2 separate regions of the Macaca mulatta genome follow, and region 1 is linked to region 2. A link is a contact called in public Hi-C data. All regions are on one chromosome and are shown on one strand. Each heading gives the region's core, a stretch centred on a gene start, on an enhancer-like site or on the middle of the called end of the contact. The rest is flanking DNA. Distances are from core to core; before and after follow the strand shown. Region 1 has its middle 23 kb from the start of LGSN. Region 2 overlaps EYS (EGF-like photoreceptor maintenance factor).

The links. A called contact is a pair of places that touch in the nucleus more often than the background predicts.
Region 1: a Hi-C map of fibroblasts shows a contact between it and region 2, with 2.0 times the contacts expected there. The contact joins two enhancer-like sites. A contact is called at or near these places in 2 of 14 Hi-C or Micro-C datasets (fibroblasts and liver).

Annotation. Positions count from the first base shown.
Region 1 is chr4:122,133,424-122,139,949 of T2T-MMU8v2.0, reverse strand. No RefSeq gene overlaps it. Among named protein-coding and RNA genes, the nearest start is that of LGSN, 23 kb to the left of the region's middle. Within about 2 kb of position 1,714, at least 3 of the 40 cell types and tissues checked have an H3K27ac peak or open chromatin away from gene starts, as enhancers often do.
Region 2 is chr4:121,665,470-121,671,346 of T2T-MMU8v2.0, reverse strand. It overlaps EYS (EGF-like photoreceptor maintenance factor), which reads right to left. Exons shown (of 40, transcript XM_078001264.1): 34 at 2,534-2,716. Among named protein-coding and RNA genes, the nearest start is that of PHF3, 190 kb to the left of the region's middle. Within about 2 kb of position 2,881, at least 1 of the 40 cell types and tissues checked has an H3K27ac peak or open chromatin away from gene starts, as enhancers often do.

The DNA.
Region 1 (6,526 bases), core at 465-2,964, 470 kb before region 2:
ATAGGGGTGCTAGGTGAATATTTTGTTCTAATAAAGTCTTTGGCACAGAGCTCCCAATCCCTTGAAATTTCCTGGGTGATAGGAGTGTCTCTTGTTTTAATGAGGCAACTCTTCGTGGGCATCTGCATGAAGGTTGGTAACCAGAAAGACTAAGCCATGATTTGAAGCCCCGAACTTTTGAGCCCACCCCACCATCCTCCTGGAAGAGGAGAAGAGCTGGAGATTGAGTTAATAATTGATCATATCTTCTTGAAAAAGCTTCCACAAAAATCCCCGAACAATGGGTTTGGAGAGCAACTGGACTGCAGAACACATGGAGATGCTGAGCCCCAGAGAGGACGTGGAAGTTCTGTACCCCTTCCCCATATCTCGCCTTATGCATCTGACTGTTCATCTATATCTTTTATAATATCCTTTATAATAAACTGGAAAACAAAAGTAAAGTGCTTTCCTGAGTTCTTTGAGCCACTCTAGTAAACGATTAAATGATTTAACCTAAGGAGGGAGTCATGTGAATCCCAATTCATAGCCAGCCGGTCAGAAGTTCCCAGATTGCAGTTGGCCTCTGAAGTGGGGCAAACCTGTGAGAATGAGCCCTTAACCCATGCGATGTGACTCTAACTCTAGGTAGGTATTACCAGAACTGAATTGAATTATCGGCCTGGAACTTTCGAGCTCACCCCACCATCCTTTTGGAAGAGGAGAGAAGGTAGAGATTGAGTTAAGGATCTGTCATGCTTTCTCAAAAAAGCCTTCATAAAAATCCCTGAACAATGAATTTGCAGAGCTATGGACTGTTGAACACATGGAAAAGCTGAGAGGGGTAGCATGTTCTGGCGAAGTCTGAAAGTTCCAGTCTTCAAATCATAGCTTAGTCTTTCTGGTTACCAGTCTCCATTCAGATGCCCACCAAAAGTTGCCTCATTAGAACAAGAGGCACTCCTATCATCTAGGAAATTTCAAGGGATTGGAAGCTCTGTGCCACCAGAGACACTCAGTTGATGTTTGCTGGAGCATCAATATGTGGGCAAAAATAAATGCTACACTCTGGTGTCAGAAGTGAGGAAATGAGAATGAGTAGTGAGTAGGAAAGGGAAAAACAGTTCATGGGGCAAGTCTTACTTCATTATTTCTTTTCAAAACTTTCTTAGTTTTAGGTACTTTTCCGTACTGATTAATTTCAAAACCAGTCGTTTTTGAAAAAAACTCCAAAGTACTTTGAATTTGCATTAACTAAATATTTGGGGGAAATTGAAACTTTTACAATTTGGAGGGTTATCATAATGATATGGTTTACTATTTATTTAGGTCTTCTTTGTGCTCTTCAGATAAGTTATAAGGTCTAATTTACTGTTCAGACATATAATTCCAAGGTCTATGTCTTTCCTGCTTCAGTGTCTTTTCTAATCCATCATTATTCCATCAGTTCATTCACTCATTCATTCTTTCATTCATTCATTTTTTTCCAAGATGGCTTTTTTGAGTATGTTTAAAAGGCTAGAGAGGTCTCTAAGATAACGTACTGCTTTATCTTACAGTGACACATTTAATGAAATAAGATAATTGATGCCAAAGTCTTTTGAAAATTTGGAAAACTACCACGTAAATATCTGTTCCATTCTTATTCTCAATTAGTCACTAAGTGAAAACGTGTAAGCTGAATCTCACAATGACTAATGTTTCTGTAGCCTGCTTAAATAAGCGGTAACTTATTTAAAAATCCGAAATGCTTGCTGAGTCATATATGACTCATAGAGCAGAGTCCCTTAGTCAGGAATGACTTGTAGGGAAATATTCCTAATATTAGAAAAAAGTTAATTGTGTGAATAAGAAAATAACATATAAGATCAAGTCTGCTTCTAGCTCTTGAAAATTTTCTTAAAATTGGAGCAGAAACTTCTTTCTCCAGGTAACAAAAAACAAATAAAACTACTGATTTATAACAAAAGAAAGCATAAATAAGCTAGTCATTCAATACTAGCCAAGAGCTGAAGAATATAGTCTAACGTAAATACAGCAGCTCAGGAAACAATGACCTTGAAAACTAGCAGCCACAAAACAAAGAACAGACTATCAGACTAATATAAAAGTATGGATTGGGAGGCAGAGATGGGCAGATCACCTGAGGACAGGAGTTTGAGACCAGACTGGTCAACATGGCCAAAACCCCGTCTCTACTAAAAATACAAAAATTAGCTGGAAGCTGTAGTGCATGCCTGTAATCCCAGCTACTGGGGAGGCTGAGGCAGGAGAATGGCTTGAACTCAGGAGGCAGAGCTTGCAGTGAGCCGAGATCACACTACTGCACTCCAGCCTGGGCGACAGAGTCAGACTCTCTCTCTCTCTCTCTCTCTCTCTCTCTCTCTCTCTCTCTCTCTCTCTCTATATATATATATATATATATATATATATATATATATGTGGAAATGTAATTAAGTATTCACAATGCAGGTCTATGAGCTCTTAGTGTGCATGGCATTCTGGTTTCTATTTTGATGTTTTAGTTAATGGCTCAACAGATATTTTGGAACATACCATCTCTACAAGGCACTACTAGATGTTGAAGAGAGACATCTTATTGCAGATCTGGCCTATAGGAATCTGCATTTGGTAGGAGTAATGGAGCATTTATTTAGTATCTTAACCCAAAGTAGGATACTAACTGCACTAGAAATGCAGACTTTTACTTTTTTTTATTTTTTATTTTTATTTTTATTTTTGCTTTCTTAAAATAGAAGTGGGGTCTCTCTGTGTTGCCCAGGCTGGTCTTGAAATCTTGGCCTGAAGCAATCCTCCTGCCTCGCCTTCCCAAAGCACTGAGATTACAGGCATGAGCCACCACATCTGGTCAGAAGGACAGATTTTTAAAACAAGGTAGTAAAGGCTTTCAAAGGGGAACAGGGTAATGCAAAGTTCTTTGGAAGAGTTAGCATTGGAATGCAGCTTGAAACAACTGAGACTTGTTCCTGTAAAGTTGAAGATAAGGAAAAGAGGGCAGAAGTCAAAGCACTGAGCTTGCTATGCACTGAAAAACAAGGTGAATACTCAATTTAATGATGCGTGAAGAAAGGAACAGAAACAGGGTCCTTTAGACCTTGATTTTCAAAGACCTGTTTACATGCCATAGGATGCCCTCAAACTTTTGGTTGTTTTGTTGTTATTGACTTAAGTAAGATAACAAACTTCATCAGAACTGTGCTTTGGAATGATTCATTAAGAAGCCACTCTGTAATGTAAATTGTGGGAGTATTAGGCAGAGATTGGAGACTGGGGGCTAAATTAGGAAATGCTTGTAGCTGATGAGAAGCATGGTTGGCAGAATTCTAAAAAGACCCCCTAAATTTCCAACCTTAGTGTAAACATACCTTCTCCTAGGTATTCAATCAAACATTAATCTAGGTGTTGCTGTGAAAAGATTTGTGATGCGGTTATGGCCTCAAATCAGTTAAGGTTGAGAAACATTCTAAGAGAGTCTGACCTAATCATGAACCCTTTAATCCGTGTTTAGAGGTCAGCAACAGGGAAGTTGGAGAGATTCAAACTATGACTGCAATTCGACAAGGGAGAGTTTTTCCACCACTGCCTTTGAAGATGGAGAGGACCACACGGCAAATAATGCAGATGGCCTCTGGAAGCTGAAAGTGCCCTTGGCCAAGAGCCAGCAAGGAAACAGGAACCAGAGTCTTACAATAAAAAGGGCTTAAAATAACACAAATTTCCGATAGCACAGCTTCTGTAGATGAGATGTCCTAATGGCGTGATTGAGTTCTGTGCTCAAGTTACCATAAGACTGAAATCAAGGTGTTGGGTAGGTTGAGTTCTTGCACGGAGACCGGGAACAATCCACTTCTTAACGCATTCTGGTGGCATTTAGGGATAAGCTGGCTTATCCAGGCCAGCTTCATAGAATACGAATACAGTTCCATTTTAGTTATTAGAGACCTATGCAAAGATTTAGAAGTGAATGCTTGATTATTTGAAAGCATTTTAAAACTATTCATTCAACAAGGAAAAGTTGAAAAAGAGTTCAGTACCTATCATGTAAATTATTAAGGTTAGTGCAAAGTAATTAGCAAAAACCGTAAATACTTTGGCACCAACCTAATAATTAACTTATGAGGAACAGTAAAAGTGAGTAAGCCTTTTAGTTAAGAGAACTGGATTTATAGAGTTATTCTAGCTGTGCACTATTCAATTATTACCTTGATTTATTTCATTCTTTCTTTGGTTATAATATGAAAGCAACTACTATATTAATTATTTCACAGGGTTGTTAGTAGGACCAAATTTATTAAAATATACAAAGGACTTCACAAACTGGAAAATATTTTACAGATTTTAATTATAATTATTACTGGATCTAGTCATAGTTATTTGTCTGCAAAACATAAACTATCTCAGTGCATTCAAATTAACCTGGTTGTGAAGATTTAAATTTTTTTACTTTATTTCCGGTTTTAATAAACAGCATACTGAAAATAGTGCCACAGGCACATCACAAAACTAACTATAAAGTAAACAGTTCAGGCCGGGGTAGTGGCTCACGCCTGTAATACCAACACTTTGGGAGGCCAAGGCGGGTGTATCACCTGAGGTCAGAAGTTCCAGACCAGCCTGGCCAACATGGTGAAACCATCTCTCTACTAAAAATACAAAAATTAGCTGGGCATGGTGGCACACGCCTGTAATCTCAGCTACTCAGGAGACTGAGGCAGGAGAATTGCTTGAACCCAGGAGGTGGAGCTTGCAGTAAGCAGAGATGGTGCCACTGCACTCCAGTCTGGGCCACAGAGCGAGACTCCATCTCAAAAAAACATAAAACCAGTTCAGATGACCAATTGGTAAGTAAAACAATTGATTTTTTATCCTAATAAAAAAGAATTTGCCATTCAATCACTAACATCCAAAACTATTTACAGTGCTACATTCTGAATATTTGTGTCCCCCCACCCAAATTTGTACGTGGAAATGTTAGCCCCCAAGGTGATGGTAAGAGGTGGGACCTTTGAGAGGCGATTAGGTTATCAAAGTGGAACCTTCACAAATGGGATTAGTGTCTTTATAAAAGAGACCCCAGAAAGATCCCTTCCGCTTCCACCATGTGAGGTTACTGTGAGAAAACCCTGTCTGTGAGGAAGCAGACCCTCACCAGATGCCAAAGCCGCCAGTGTCTTGTTCTGGGACTTCTCAAACTTCAGAACTGTGAGAAATACATTTCTGATATTTATTTGCCAACCAGTTTATGAAGTTTTTTAATGGCAGCCTTAAAAGATTAAGACAACAGGAAGGGAAAAAAAAAAAGCAGATATTTGCTTGTAAATATCTTTGTGCGTGTGCGCGTGTGTGTGTGTGCGTGTGTGCGTGCGTGTGCGTGTGCGTGTGTGCGTGTGCGCGCGTGCGTGTGCGTGTGCGCGTGCGCGCGTGCGTGTGTGCGCGTGCGCGTGTGTGTGTGTGCGTGTGTGTGTGTGCGTGTGTGTGTGTGCGAGACAGAGAGAGAGAGACAGAGACAGAGTCTCACTCTGTCACCCAGGCTGGAGTGTAATGCTGCGATTTCGGCTCACTGCAACCTCTGCCTCCTAGGTTCAAGTGAGTCTTGTGCCTCAGCTTCAGGTAGCTGGGATTACATGTGCCCGCTGCCATACCAGGCTAATTTTTTGTATTTTTAGTAGAGACAGGGTCTTCCTATGTTGGCCAGGCTGGTCTCAAATTCCTAGCCTCAAGTGATCCACCCACCTCAGCCTTCCAAAGTGCTACAATTACAGGTATGAGCCACCACACTCAGCCTAAATATCTTAAATATGAATGTCAAAATAAAACTAACAGCTATCTAATGATCTTCACCCCTTTGATTTACATGGATTTTAAATGAGGTTTCAATGACATATACTGTATAGTCTTTTTAAACCTGAGACTGATTTACTGTTTCAACACATTAGGGAACATTTAAAGAAAATTGTGTCATTGCCTCAGGATTTTCCAATGTATAAAGAATTTCTTGTAATGCCCTTGTAGATATGGTACTTAAGAGTAAGTAATAAATAGACAAATAATTTTAAAACAAAAAATGGTTGAGACAGAAATGACCTTCCTGGAAAATAAATGCAATTAGAAAGAAGAGTATTGTTACATAAAGTGAATTATACTAAGGATGTTTCTAGGCAAACAGTAGGTGGCAACATCTACACAGACTTGTTTTCAAAAGGCTTGTATAACATCAAAACAAAACTTATAAGCTAATGATTCACGAAATATGGGATTTTCCAAAACTCACATATTAGTAGAGATATTTATGCACAAATCCATTGTTTTGTATTCTTTCTATTTTGGAATGTCATGCTTATGCCTTATCACAAGGACTCCACTAAGATCAATAATCTTAAAAATGTTTTATTTGGCCAGGTGCAGTGGCTCACGCCTAGAATCCCAGCACTTTGGGAGGCTGAGGCAGGATTGCTTGAACCAAGAAGTTCGGGACCAGCTCTGGCAATATAGAGAGTCTCCATCTCAACAAAAAATACAAAAATTC
Region 2 (5,877 bases), core at 1,632-4,131:
CTCATGCAATTATTTGTTCTTATTGGGGTTGTTTTCTTCATTCATTAAATAGTGATTATGGTCAGGCACTGGGTTAAGCATGGGTGTAAAAAGTCGAACAGGGCGACTTACTCTCTTTCTGTATAAAGCTCCCATTCTGATAGTGAAAACAGACAAGAAACAACTATTTTAAAAATAAATAAAAATTCTAGATTAAAGTAATGGCAATGAAGGAAGTAAATAAGAAGCTGAGGTAGAGAATAACTTGGACGGGATGGGATAAGATTTACTTTGGTGAAGGTGGCTACAGAATGCCCTTTTGAGAAAAGACACACTACCGTGTTTATTGAGTACAATGATACATATTTTTTTTTTTTTTGAGATGGAGTTTCGCTCTTGTTGCCCAGGCTGGAGTGCAATGGTGCGATCTTGGCTCACTGGAACCTCCGCCTCCTGGGTTCAAGCGATTCTCGTGCCTCAGCCTCCCAAGTAGCTAGGATTACAGGCATGCACCACTATGCCCCGCTAATTTTGTATTTTTAGTAGAGTTGGGCTCTTCTCCATGTTGGTCAGGCTGTTCTCAAACTCCTGACTTCAGGTGATCCACCCGCCTTGGCCTCCCGAAGTGCTGGGATTACAGGCATGAGCCACCACGCCCGGCTGAGTCCAACGATATTTTAAGAACTTCCATGTATTAAGTTCATTATTCCTCACAACGCTGTAAGGAAATGTACTTTTACTATACTCATTTGATAGGTTAGAAAACAGAGGCACAAATACGTTAAGTAACTTGACACATAATTTGCACATGGTGAAGACTGATTCATGTCTACATCACCAGTCTCTAGAGGCTGCTCCCTTGACCACTGTGATAGCTATTTCCTGTCAAGGCCAAGGAAAAAGCATGCACAAAACCTCTGAGACAGGAAAGCACTTGGTGGTTAAGGCACTGGAAAAAGAGCTTAGGAGAAGAGCACAGAGATAGTGAGAGTGGTCTGGTTGTCTTCGGAGATACAGGCTGGGATCTGATCCTGAAGGCCCTTTGAGAATATGATAAGAAGGTTTGGATTGCATTGTAAGTGCAGTAAAAAGCCACAGATGGGTTTTAAACAAGGTTCAGACATGATCTAATAAACCTTTTAAGAGGCTAACTCTTATTGCAATGTGGAGAATTAATTGAAGGCAGGAAATCAGTAGGGAGACCAGTCAGGAGGAGGTCATAAGGTTTCGGCATAGAGATGGGGAAGAGATTCAAACAAATTTTGGAGGTAGAATGAATTGCACTTTATATGATAGAGTACCCATCCTAGCAGACATGGTGGGAGGCTGAAATACCACATTTCATTTGGGGTGTAGGCTCTTTTCAGACATGTGCTAATACAGAAAAGAGTGTTTGGTGTTAAGAGACAGTCACTGATTGAGTTGAAAAACACAGAATATGTTATTTACCCTAGCACAGTAGAAGCACTGACAACTGAGAGAGAGGTCTTTTTCTGTTACAATATGTTGATCTCACAGATGAAAACACTGAACTCAGATAAGTTAGGTGATTAATTGCTTAACTATTGATTGCAGACTTAAAAGTAAAACATAGGTAATTTTCCTTGACTTAACACATGCATAACTAGTTTCTACTTAAGAGAGACAAATTTAAGTTATAAGTTGATTTCCCACCAATTCCAGGGCACTGGAGTACTTTGTTACAGGCTGAGTACTTTCTTACTTCTTGCTCCTTTAATTTAGAATGGTTTTCTCTGAGGGCAACAACTGTTTCCATTTTATAACACACAGAAAAATGAGAATTTCCCTTCTCTCTTCACATATGGAAACAGAAAGAAACAGAGGAAAGGACAAATCAATAAACTTACTTTCCATGTGACTTGGTCACCTTCCCTGTCCTCATGTTTGCCTGTAGGAATTTTTTCTTTTGATTATAAAAGGTAGCTGATATGGTTAGGTTTTGTGTTCCCATGCAAACCTCATCTTGAATTGTAATCCCCATAATCCCCAGGTGTCAAGGGAGAGACCAGGTGGAGGTAATTGAATTATGGGGGTGGTTTTCCTCATGCGTTCTCCTGATAGTGAGTTCGTTCTCAGGAGATCTGATGGTTTTATAAGGAGCTATTCTCCCCTTTGCTAGGCACTTCTTCCTGCTGCCTCGTGAAGAAGGTGCTCTGCTTCCTCTTCACCTTCTACCACGATTATAAGTTTCCTGAGGCCTCCCCAGTCATGCTGAACAGTGAGTCAATTAAACCTCGTTCCTTTGTAAATTACCCAGTCTCTGGCAGTTCTTATAGCAGCATGAAAACTGACTAATACAGTAGCTGATGTAAAGTAGAGCATCAGAAAGGGTCAGGGAACTGCTAAATACTTGGGACTACAGGGAACATGCTCAAGGCAGAAAACAGGAGGAGGCTGCATCTAGGCAAATGCCTTTTTTTTTTTTTTTTTTTTTTTTTTTTTTTTAACCACAGCGAATTAGAATCTCCCTGAGGAATCTCTAAAGTATTCTTAAGGGAGCAAGGCAAGTCCTAGAGGGTTCAATTAATCTTACCATGGCCTTTCTGTCCAGTAAAAAATATCAAGTTATTTTGCAGTGCTGAGTGATTGTTTGCCAGCTGAAACTTCAGGTGGAATTCATAATGGAAGCTGATGTCTGAGATCCGTGAATAAGCCAGGAATGAGGTGTATCCAAAGGCATCCGTGCCACTGAACCTCGGCTGAGTGATATTAATAGCTGTGGAAAAACCCAAACCAAACAGTTAAAATAAACCTGTACATGTATTTGTAAAGTGAGGGTTACGTTTTGCTGATTTATCTGGCCAAATAGTCTGTTTACTATTACATTAATTATACTTTAGTGCCCTTCAGCATTGAGCAACAAAGTGACTCAATAGGAAATTTCAAAACAAGAATAAAGCAAGTGCAATGTTTTGAGATCTTATATACAACCTTCACTAGCATACTCTTTCTACATAATGGATAATTTACTTAAAAAGCAAACCCCTATATTTTGAAGCTTAATTTTAGAAATAGAAAAGATTACTGGCAGCCAAAGTATTTGCTCAGGTGCCTCGTAAACATGATTTGGCATCCAAAACCTGGATATGACTTAGAGAGGAGCTCACAACTTTGAACAAACTGTTCTTTTCTAATCCTGCACCTTTATATGAGCCCAGGTCAGGGCTAGGAAAGTCAAGAAACAGGAAGGAAATTGGTCAGTTTTCCATCACCATTGGTGAGTGACCAGAACTTTGCTTTAAGTAAAAATACTTGTTTAAAAGAAATGTTCATTCTTTCTTTGCTGGGATGCTTGTTAAGTAATAAAAGCATGGAATTCAATGGGTGTGAAAGTATAGGGAGATTTATTAAAAACAGGAAATGGTAAAATAGAAGTTCAAGGGCCAGTGTGAAAAAAATGGAATTTAATTGAGAGGTGCTTCTTGTATCAAACTCTTCTCTTTCATTATACTGTGTCCTTCATAAGTCCCCACTGACTTTTTACATTTCCTTACCCCAAGAGGACAACAGAAAATAGAAAGGGGGATTTTTGACACCCCATTCCTGTCTTTTATGGATGATGTCACCAGATTTAGGGATGTTCCTAGGATCTATTTTTATTGGTTGGGGACAGCTCGGTTGAGAACATGAGAGCTTATGTTGTTTCCTTCTCAAGAGATGTTGGAACTCCAGGGAAGCTGTAAAACTAGAATTTTTACAAGCCTTAAGAAATATCCTCACTCTGGTATCTAACGCTTAAAAGAGCTTCTTATGTCTGTTTATAATTGTGTAGCAAATAATTGTGCTGTCCTGGGAAAAACGATTCTTATTGTCAAATGTTTATATATCTTTGTTTCATATGACTATTAAACTAAGATGTTTGTGTGAATAAGCTGAATGCTTTGTTTTGATATTTTATTAAAATCTTATGTTTATTATATGACTATTAAACTATTTGTGTGAATAAGGTGAATACTTTGTTTTGATATTTTATTAAAATCCTATCAGTTTATTCCCTGGGATGTGTGGCATAGGTTAAGTATAATTTTCTCAAAACTCACCCGAATGTGAAGTAGGGACTTTTGAGACATTTTGCTTCTTATACTTATTTTTTAATCTAATGAAAACTTTATAAATTGTGTCCCTGAGATAATAACACTCTTCCCATCAGGTGTATCACTTTCAGTAGTACTATGGGGAGGGTGACTGAGGGAAATGAAATGTACTGGAATTGAAACAGAATAAAAATACTGACCATCATTCAATGTTGGCATTAAAAACTATGAAAATAGAATTCGGTTAAATTTAACACTAAAATAGAAAAGGAATGACTATCTTTTGCTTTTAATATTTCTTCCTGTCAATAATTTACAACTGAGTCTACCTAAAGGTTTCATTACATTTAGGCTAGATTGACAAATACATATCTCATATATATAGTATTTTACTGTCAGACCCTGTGCTAGATGCTGGTGACACAAAGATAAAAAAGCACTAGTCCCTCAAGGAATTAGTGTGAGGTCAATAAATTTATTCAGCTGAACTGGATTGAAAATTGAGGCCTGGTATAAGAACTTTCAGGCAGAAGAAATAGCATGTTCTAGGGTCTGAAGACCAAAACAACATGTCATACTCAGGGAACTTATGAAGTCTGCAAATTTTAGAATGAAGAATAAAAAGAGTGGAAGGAAATGAAACAAGATAGTGGTCAAATCATGAAGAACTTTATATTTTCTTTATTATCCTAAAGTAGTTGGGCAATGATAAAAGTTGTTTTTTAGAAATATTACTCTGTTGATGAAGTGTGAATCAAAGATTAGACAGAGAGTCAGAGGACCATACTTTGGTCAAGGATGAAAATGAGAACTTTGATATCAAGAAATCTAACAATTAAGCTTACGCAGAAGTGTAAATGTAAGGCAATTTATGGGTAATTCATTAAAGAAAGCAATGGTGTGATATTTAAACAGTTAATAGAAATATGTTATCAGTGCAATCAGTTAGTTTCATGATATAATTTTATACTATCAAAAATAAGTACTTTTGAAGTTTGAGAATAATAACGAAGACTGATAATAACCATGACCCATAGGAATGGATCTGTCACATGCTCAGCATTTCTTAGTCTAGTGGTACCTGCAGCTGTTGAGCATTTGAATTGTGGCTAGGCCTGTGTGGGAAGGGTTTAGTATGAAACAATTAAAATATATTATTAATAACATTCCCATATCCATTAAACATTGGGTTAAATAAATGTATTACTAAAATAAATTCACCTGTTTCTTTTTACTTTGAAAATGTCGCTACTAGAAAAAAAATTACATAGGCAGCTCACATTCTATTTCTATTGAATGGTAACGCAGAGAGATCCAAGCATATTTTGATAGGTAAGTTCTTCCTCTAAACCATTCGTTGTGACTTACTTCAAGGGGCTTTTTCTTTTGATAACTTTGAACCTATAAAAAGATAGGGCCTCTATGGGGAGCAATAGGAATCAGGAGAAGGGGTCAAAGATAATATAATCCATCACTAAGAGGCTTCTATGTCTTCACTCACACTGTCTCTATCACTCTGGATTAGGCAGGAGAACGCGAGGGACTCCGATTAGGAGAAGACTTTCAACCTTACAAATGATTCTTTTCAATATTTTAAGCCCTTTTCCATCTTCCACCGGGTAACATTTGGTTAATTTGGTTACTCTACTGCACAAATTCCAAGATTAGCCTTCTGGGAGGATCAGTCATCATCTAGTCAGAAAATTGAACAGATTGTAATGGGAATATTTTTGGGCTATTAAATGCATTTTAAAAAATGTTTGTAATCCCTAGTTGCCTCACAGATACCATGTGTAAAGTCATGCATTTTTTGTCAGTTCTTCTAAAGTTACATGAATGAATT